2 separate regions of the Canis lupus genome follow, and region 1 is linked to region 2. A link is a contact called in public Hi-C data. All regions are on one chromosome and are shown on one strand. Each heading gives the region's core, a stretch centred on a gene start, on an enhancer-like site or on the middle of the called end of the contact. The rest is flanking DNA. Distances are from core to core; before and after follow the strand shown. Region 1 overlaps AFF1 (AF4/FMR2 family member 1). Region 2 holds the start of KLHL8 (kelch-like protein 8).

Evidence for each region. A called contact is a pair of places that touch in the nucleus more often than the background predicts.
Region 1: a contact with region 2 is called in a Hi-C map of blood, with 2.3 times the contacts expected there. The contact joins the enhancer-like site here to the promoter of KLHL8 in region 2. A contact is called at or near these places in 2 of 9 Hi-C or Micro-C datasets (both in blood).

What each region holds. Positions count from the first base shown.
Region 1 is chr32:29,488,919-29,492,320 of UU_Cfam_GSD_1.0, reverse strand. All of the region lies in intron 2 of AFF1 (AF4/FMR2 family member 1), which reads left to right. Among named protein-coding and RNA genes, the nearest start is that of AFF1, 73 kb to the left of the region's middle. Within about 2 kb of position 1,485, at least 20 of the 20 cell types and tissues checked have an H3K27ac peak or open chromatin away from gene starts, as enhancers often do. A contact at or near this core is called in blood, where this site is marked.
Region 2 is chr32:29,262,909-29,266,539 of UU_Cfam_GSD_1.0, reverse strand. It overlaps KLHL8 (kelch-like protein 8), which reads right to left and starts at 2,371. Exons shown (of 11, transcript XM_038582191.1): 1 at 2,286-2,371.

The sequences.
Region 1 (3,402 bases), core at 236-2,735, 230 kb before region 2:
TTTATCATTGGCAATAGGTAACTGTCAGTTGTTTTCCCTGAGGAAACAGACTCACTTTGTGCATTTTTGAGAAAATGCCTGCCAAAAACCCAAGTTGGAATGATCACAGTTCCTCAATTGTGCTTTCGTGTAAAAATGGCAGTCTATGAAAAAAACAGCTGGTTTAGCTCACAACTCGATTACACAAGTGCTTTTCTTCTAGACTATTGTACTTTGCAGGAGCAGGGTGCTCATGTGCACATTTTGTCACAAAGAACATCCAAAAGACCTCTACTCGAGGCCTTGTTGAGATTTAACAAAAGTAATTCCTGCTGCTTGCTTCATTAAGGACATCGGGAAAGGACACTTGTTTTAACTGCTCTGTGTGGTGGTGCAGAAGTCAGTACTGCTTAGTCCCTCCCGTTTGCTGCCACTGCCTCCGTCAGTGCTAAGGCAGTCACCCCACGATTGCTTTTGCACCCAGAAGTGCAAATGTCAGCACAGTTGAAAATGACAGATAATGTCTTTGTGTCAACCTAAAAATAGTTTTGACCTCGGAGAAGTTCTTGGGGCCTCCTGCAGTCTACTGATCACACTTGGAGAACCGCGCATAGAGATGCATTGGGGCCTTCCTCCCAGCACTGTTTTTCATGCCAGAAGTCACACATGTCTGTATTCCATGGCTCGCTAGTAATAAGTCTGGAGGATGCCTTTGTGAGGTGGACAGCGCTGTAACGATTCAAGGTAGAATTGATGAGTCTACTGGGCAGGCATTCATTTAAGAGTTTTTCAGTTCCCACAGTGTGCTGCTGTCTACCCCCCCCCCCCCCCCCCCCCCCCCCCGGAGCTACTGGAGCGCAGCCTCCCTCCATCTCTGCCCACCTAAGGTTTTCCTTCCTTCCCCGGTCCTCTGTCCTCTTAGTGTAGGACCCGTTTTCATCTGTACTTCTCGCACAGTGTTTGTATACCGTGTTGCTGGTTTGCATCCTCGATGATTTGGGTTTTAAAGTGCCGGCCCCCAAAATGAGTTACTGTTTACTCTGTCATCAGTATGTCGTCCAAAAAAGGGAAGGGCGTTTTGTAAACGTTTTTTTTTTTGTTTGTTTGTTTTTGTTTTTGTTTTTTCCAATGTCATGAAATCAAAACTGAAAGTGAACGGAGTAAAACGAGAAAGAGCGCGTTGGCCGCACGTTTCCTGGCCGCACGCATCGGAACGGCCCAAAGGAGCGGCCGCGGCGTGCTGCTGTGGTTTCCGCTCCTTGCTCGCGGCAGCCTCTAGGGCCCGGTTATTCCACCCAGATTCCGATCGGGGCTGAGTTCCGAGCGCCCGGGGACTGGGTGTTCCCGCGGGGTGTTTGTACATTGTTAAAACCTGGCAGGAGCGCGCTCGCCGGGGGCCTGCGGGCGGGGCTGGGCGGACGGACGGGCGGACGGGCGGACGGACGGGCGGGCGGACGGGCGGGCGGACGGGGCTGCGTCGGCGCTCGGCGAGGTGCCCCCGCCCGGCGCAGCCTCCGGCTCGGGCCCGCGGAGCGCCGTGCCCATTTAAGGAGGCGGACCGTACCACCAGAACTTTCCTGGCAGGGGGTACTCCGACGAACTCGGACAACTTCCAGCGAGCCAGGAGACCGTCTCGGGTCTCCGCGAGCCGCGGCGCGGGTCCCCGTGCGGCTCAGGGGTTGCCGAGCGCCGCGGGGCCGGGGGCGCGGGCGGCTTGGGTTTCCGGGCTCCTGCGGGGCCGCGCGGGGGGCTCTGGCTTGCTCCGAGTCCGGACGCGCCGTTCCCCGAGCCGGTCCGAAGTGCAGCGGGCCCGCAGAGGCCCCAGTGCCCGGATGTCCCCCGGGCTGGTGCGAGCCCGGCCGGCCGGAGCCCGAGGCTGCCCGAGCAGGTAGTCCCGGAGCGCGGCGAGTCGTGCTGCGGAGGCGGCCCCCGCCCGGCGCCGGCCGATGGTGAGCGCGGCGCTGGCCGCAGGGCCGCGGGTCGGGGGCTCCGATGGACGCAGGTCCCTGAGCTCTGCGGACTGAACGATGGCAGCCCAGTCCAGGTGAGCCGGCGCCGACGGGAACTTCTTAAGCTGGTGGCTGGGGGAGTTGAAGGTTGCGGGCAGGGGGGCGGGGGGGGAGGTTGGGTGCCGCGAGGGAGACCGGCAGGAAGCAGCTTTGTCATTGCCCTCATCGTTGCGGGTGCCGCGGTTCGGTACTTACCGTCAGATTAAAAAAAAAAAAGAAAAAAAAAAAAACCAGTTGGGAGAGAGCACACTGGACAATTCCTGCAGCGTGGAGGAGAGACGGGGAGTTCGAAGTTAAATGTCTCCCGTCTTCCAGAATAATTGGTTGTTTTCGTGGAAATTGAGTTGTTTTTGACTTGTCTGCCTTTGCCCGGAATTTGCATTTTGTTTCTTTGTGCACCTCCCGTGGGTTCTCCTGAGTTGTCTGGGGGATGGGGGTGGGGGGTGGGGGTGGGGGGTGGTTGGCGGCTACTGTTTTGATCGGAATTTTAGAAAGCAGTTGATGTAAAAGCAGCTCGCCTTGGAGAAGGTGGTTGAGAATTTCGGCTGGTGAGTGATCGAGAATTTTAACGGCTAACATGTAGGATTCCACCTAAAACGGCGCAGCGTGCGAGAATCTGCTGAGTAGGCAAAGACCGGGAATGTACCGGGGGGGGGGGGGGGGGGTAATGAAGTGCAGTTGCTGTCAGAGGAACGCTGTTGTAAGGACCTCGGGCCCTGACTTTCCACGGTCGGTTCCTTTTCTTGTAACGAGGGTTAAGGACCGATGACAAGGCATCAGTGATCCTTACACGACCCAGACTGTTGAGTGTGAGTTCATTTTAGTTGTGGCAGCAGGTTGGTGCTGAGGGCAACTTAGAGTTACATTTAAGAGTTCTTTCTTAACTTTCACTAAAAAAGCAGTTTGGTGTCAAATATTTAAAGTAGGAGGGCCCTTGGGGTTGATAGTTGATGTAGTTTAGGGATTTGGGGGTGTCTTAGAAGGCTAAGAACGTTTCAGGTCTGAAAACCCAGGTGTACCCCTGAAAGAAATAGATGCTCAAATACTGAAGTGTGGGCTATATAAAATTCAAGATTTTTTTCCTAAGAGGATTTTCTAGGAAGAGAACTATTTCATGTAGAAATAGTTCTGCCTCTTGTGTGCTGTCTGCTTTATATATTTAATCCTCTGAACTCAGTGGTTTATCTCCTGCCCCATGTTCTTGGTTGTTCTAAAAAAAAAAGGGGGGGGGGAAGGGGGTTCTTAACTTGAAACCACATAGTAGGAAAACTTGGATGGATGAGAAGCAAAAGTTGCATCTTTTTTGGCTAACCTCTAATGAAACTTAACTGCCAAGGGTGGGGGGGGTGCGGTGTCTGTGGAATAAAGCCTTAGATTAAGATACCTTGGTCTAAGAAATTAAATACCCAACAGA
Region 2 (3,631 bases), core at 1,122-3,621:
TATATCTTGACATCAGTAAAGAAAAATTAGTGTATTTAAAATGTGTGATTTCCTCTTGTTTCAATGGTTAACATAAAACATGATTTTCAGAAAAATAAAGAAATGGTCAAGCTAATGAGTTTTAGAACTAAAAATAAGGACATTTTATTATTTTACAAAGCACTTCTCATTTAACTCTAATTCTTAATATACAAAAATAACAACTTGAAAATTTAAATATAAGAAACTGAAAGTTTAAACATCCAATTTTTTTAAAACAAAAAAACCATTTGAAAATAATTTTCAGGATGGTCAAAATATTCCTTGCAATCTTTTAAAAATAACAATACTCCTTTCCTTCTCTATAATCTTAAGATTTCTTGATTTTTTTTTTAAGTGTCATTTGTCTAAACCCATAGAATATACAACACCCTATAGTAAACTATAAACTTTAGGTGATAATGATCTGTTAATACAGATTCATCAATTGTAATAAACGTACCATTTCCGCGTGGGAATTTTGATAGTGGGGGAGGCTGTGCCTATGTGGAGCAAGGCAGGGGGCACAGGGAGGCAGAGGGTATATGTGAAACCTGTATCCTTCATCCAATTTTGCTATGAACTTAAAACTGCCCTAAATATGAACTCTATTTTACAAAAGGGAATGGGGTGGGTGTGTCAAAATTCACCTCATTTTCTTAACAAATGAGGAAATCATTGTTTTCTAAAAATTGCCCTGTGACTTAAGCTTCCTGCCAGAATAGAGCGCGTCGGATTGTTCTATCACATGTTTATAACTCAAGAAACCATTAACAGTAATCTTATTAAGCGCTAAAAGAATTCGTTTTAAATGTCAATATAGGGATCCCTGGGTGGCGCAGCGGTTTGGCGCCTGCCTTTGGCCCAGGGCGCGATCCTGGAGACCCGGGATCGAATCCCACGTCGGGCTCCCGGTGCATGGAGCCTGCTTCTCCCTCTGCCTGTGTCTCTGCCTCTCTCTGTGACTATCATAAATAAGCTTAAAAAAAAGTTAAATGTCAATATAAAACTAAGTGCATACTTGAGTATAGTTACCTTAAGATTCCTCTTTCTATTTATGTTCGTACTATTCGATATTTTAAAAGGCAATACTATATCAAGGGACTGCAAGTTTGCAGTGGATCACTGTGCAGACAGACAAACTAGAAGGGGCGCCAGTAGGAAGGAGGAGGAAAAGCAGCAGCCAATGAAAAGAGCTACCGCCAAGCCGAGATCCCGTTTTCCCAAGTCCACCCTCTGCCACGGCCAGGATTCAAGGGAGATAAAGGTCTCCTTGCAGAGCGCGAACGAAGAACGGCGAGAGTCAGACAACGATCGACTTTCACAAAAGAAAAACAACGCAAAAACAGGGAAAAGTGCAACTCACAAATAAAATGCTTGTACCAACCTAGGTCTTCCGAAAAGCTTTCCCCCAGGGCATCATCCCAAAGCGGTACCACGAGCATAGAATAAAGGGCCAGAAAGAGTCACGCTATTAAAAGAGATGAAAAGGACTACTGAGAAAGGCTCCATTTCTACGAAAAGACATCTGATTCACCACCACCAGGTGGGGGGGGGGGGGAAGGGAGGGGGGACACAACGCTTTTCACGGCCAGGTGCGCAAACGCTACGAATGTGCCAATCCGGGTAAGGACCTGGCCCCGAGCTAGAAAACTCCCCACTGTGTAGACGAATCGCCCTCCCTGCACAACCATCGCCTGCGGGTTAGGTAAGCCCAGAACGGAGGGGAAGGAACAGACAGCTGGCTCTGGGGCAAGCGGAGTCGGCTACGCGATCCGAACCCGGCTGCAGTCGCAGGTGTCACAGCAGGAGGCGCCCTTCGCGGGGGTCGAGCACCGCGGAAGCGACACCTGGGCGCGCGCCGCTCCAGCACGGCCGCCCCGCCGAGAGGCAAGTCCCGACGGGCGCCGAGCCCCCGCGGCCGAGGCCCGGGCCCGGGCCGGCGACACCCCCCCCCCCCCGCCCCGGCCGCCCCGCCCCGCCGCTGCCGCTTCCCTGCAGCCCGCCAGGAGCACCTGCCCGTCCCTGTCTTCCGCGAGGGACCGCGAGGAGACCGCCCAGAGGCCGCCGACGCGGCCGACAGCGCCCGAGGCCGGGGCTCTCCTCCGCGGGATGCGGCCCCGCTCCTCCCGCCAACCCGAGCGGCCCCAGACGCTCTCGGCCGCCGAGTTTCGTGACCGCTCGCGGGGCTGCAGCTGCCCCGAGCCGGGGGCGCGATTTCGGGCGGGGGGTCAGAGGCGAGGAGCGACGCGGACGAGCGCGGTTACCTCGGCCCCTCGGCGCGGTTACGCCCGGCCTCGCCACGGCGGCGGCGGCGGCGGCAGCGGCGCTCCGGGCTCCCGCACGCCCGCGGCCGCCCGCAGCTCCTAGCGGCGCCTCACTAGCCCCGCGCGAGCGCCCGACGGACGCGCGCCTTCCCGCGCGGCCCCGTGGAGTCCCCGCCGGCGCCGGCGTCCTCCGGGCTCGGAGCGAGCGGAGCGCGCGCCCGGGCCTGCGCACTGCACCCTGGGAGGTGTGGCTCCTGGTCCCCGCCCCCGCGCGCGTCCTCGCCGCCCCCGCGCGCGTCCCCGCCCCCGCCCCCGCGGCTCGTGGGCGGCCGGAGCCGTAGCGCTGGGCGGCTGCAGGCGCGCAGACCAGGGCTAGGGCTAGGGGGCGCCTCCAAGCAGCTCTAGGTGGGGCGCCGCACACGCATCCCTGAACTTCCCCGTCTCTTCACCTCGGTGGCCACACAAACTTTAGTTTCTTAGTATTATCCATCAGCTCCCCCGCGCCTGAGTGTTGGGCGGCTTTATCCCTGTTTCCTAGATGCTGGGGCAGCGGCGAGGCGTCCGCTCTCGTTGCTCTGTGCTCCGCGGAGGGAGTACCCTGCAGCCTGAGTCCGTAAGCACATACCCACGGTTTATTTTATTTTTTTTAATTTTTATTTATTTGTGATAGTCACAGAGAGAGAGAGAATGAGGCAGAGACACAGGCAGAGGGAGAAGCAGGCTCCATGCAGCGGGAGCCCGATGTGGGATTTGATCCTGGGTCTCCAGGATCGCGCCCTGGGCCAAAGGCAGGCGCCAAACCGCTGCGCCACCCAGGGATCCCCATACCCACGGTTTATAAACCGAAGGCAGCGGTTGATTGACCTAAGCAGACACTGCCCTCCCGCCCCCCCCCCCCAAAAAAAAAAAAAAAACATTGCAAGTAAAACTGGTGTTGAAATAAACCAATTTTTCAATGAAGTCAAGGGAACGTAGAGGTGGGAGATTAAGAAAGCGCAGAGAAAAACATTTAAAAGGATGGTCCCGGGGATCCCTGGGTGGCGCAGCAGTTTGGCGCCTGCCTTTGGCCCAGGGCGTGATCCTGGAGACCCTGGATCGAATCCCACGTCGGGCTCCCGGTGCATGGAGCCTGCTTCTCCCTCTGCCTCTCTATCTCTCTCTCTCTCTCTGTCTCTCTCTCTCTGTGACTATCATAAATAAAAATTTAAAAAAAAGGATAGCTAAAATCCATTTATTAAAAAATAAATAAATAAATAAATAAATAAATAAATAAATAAATAAAAGGATAGTCCCCTAATTTGTCTTCGGTTAGAACAATGTCAAGCTTTTACAGCCTATTTGAGAAT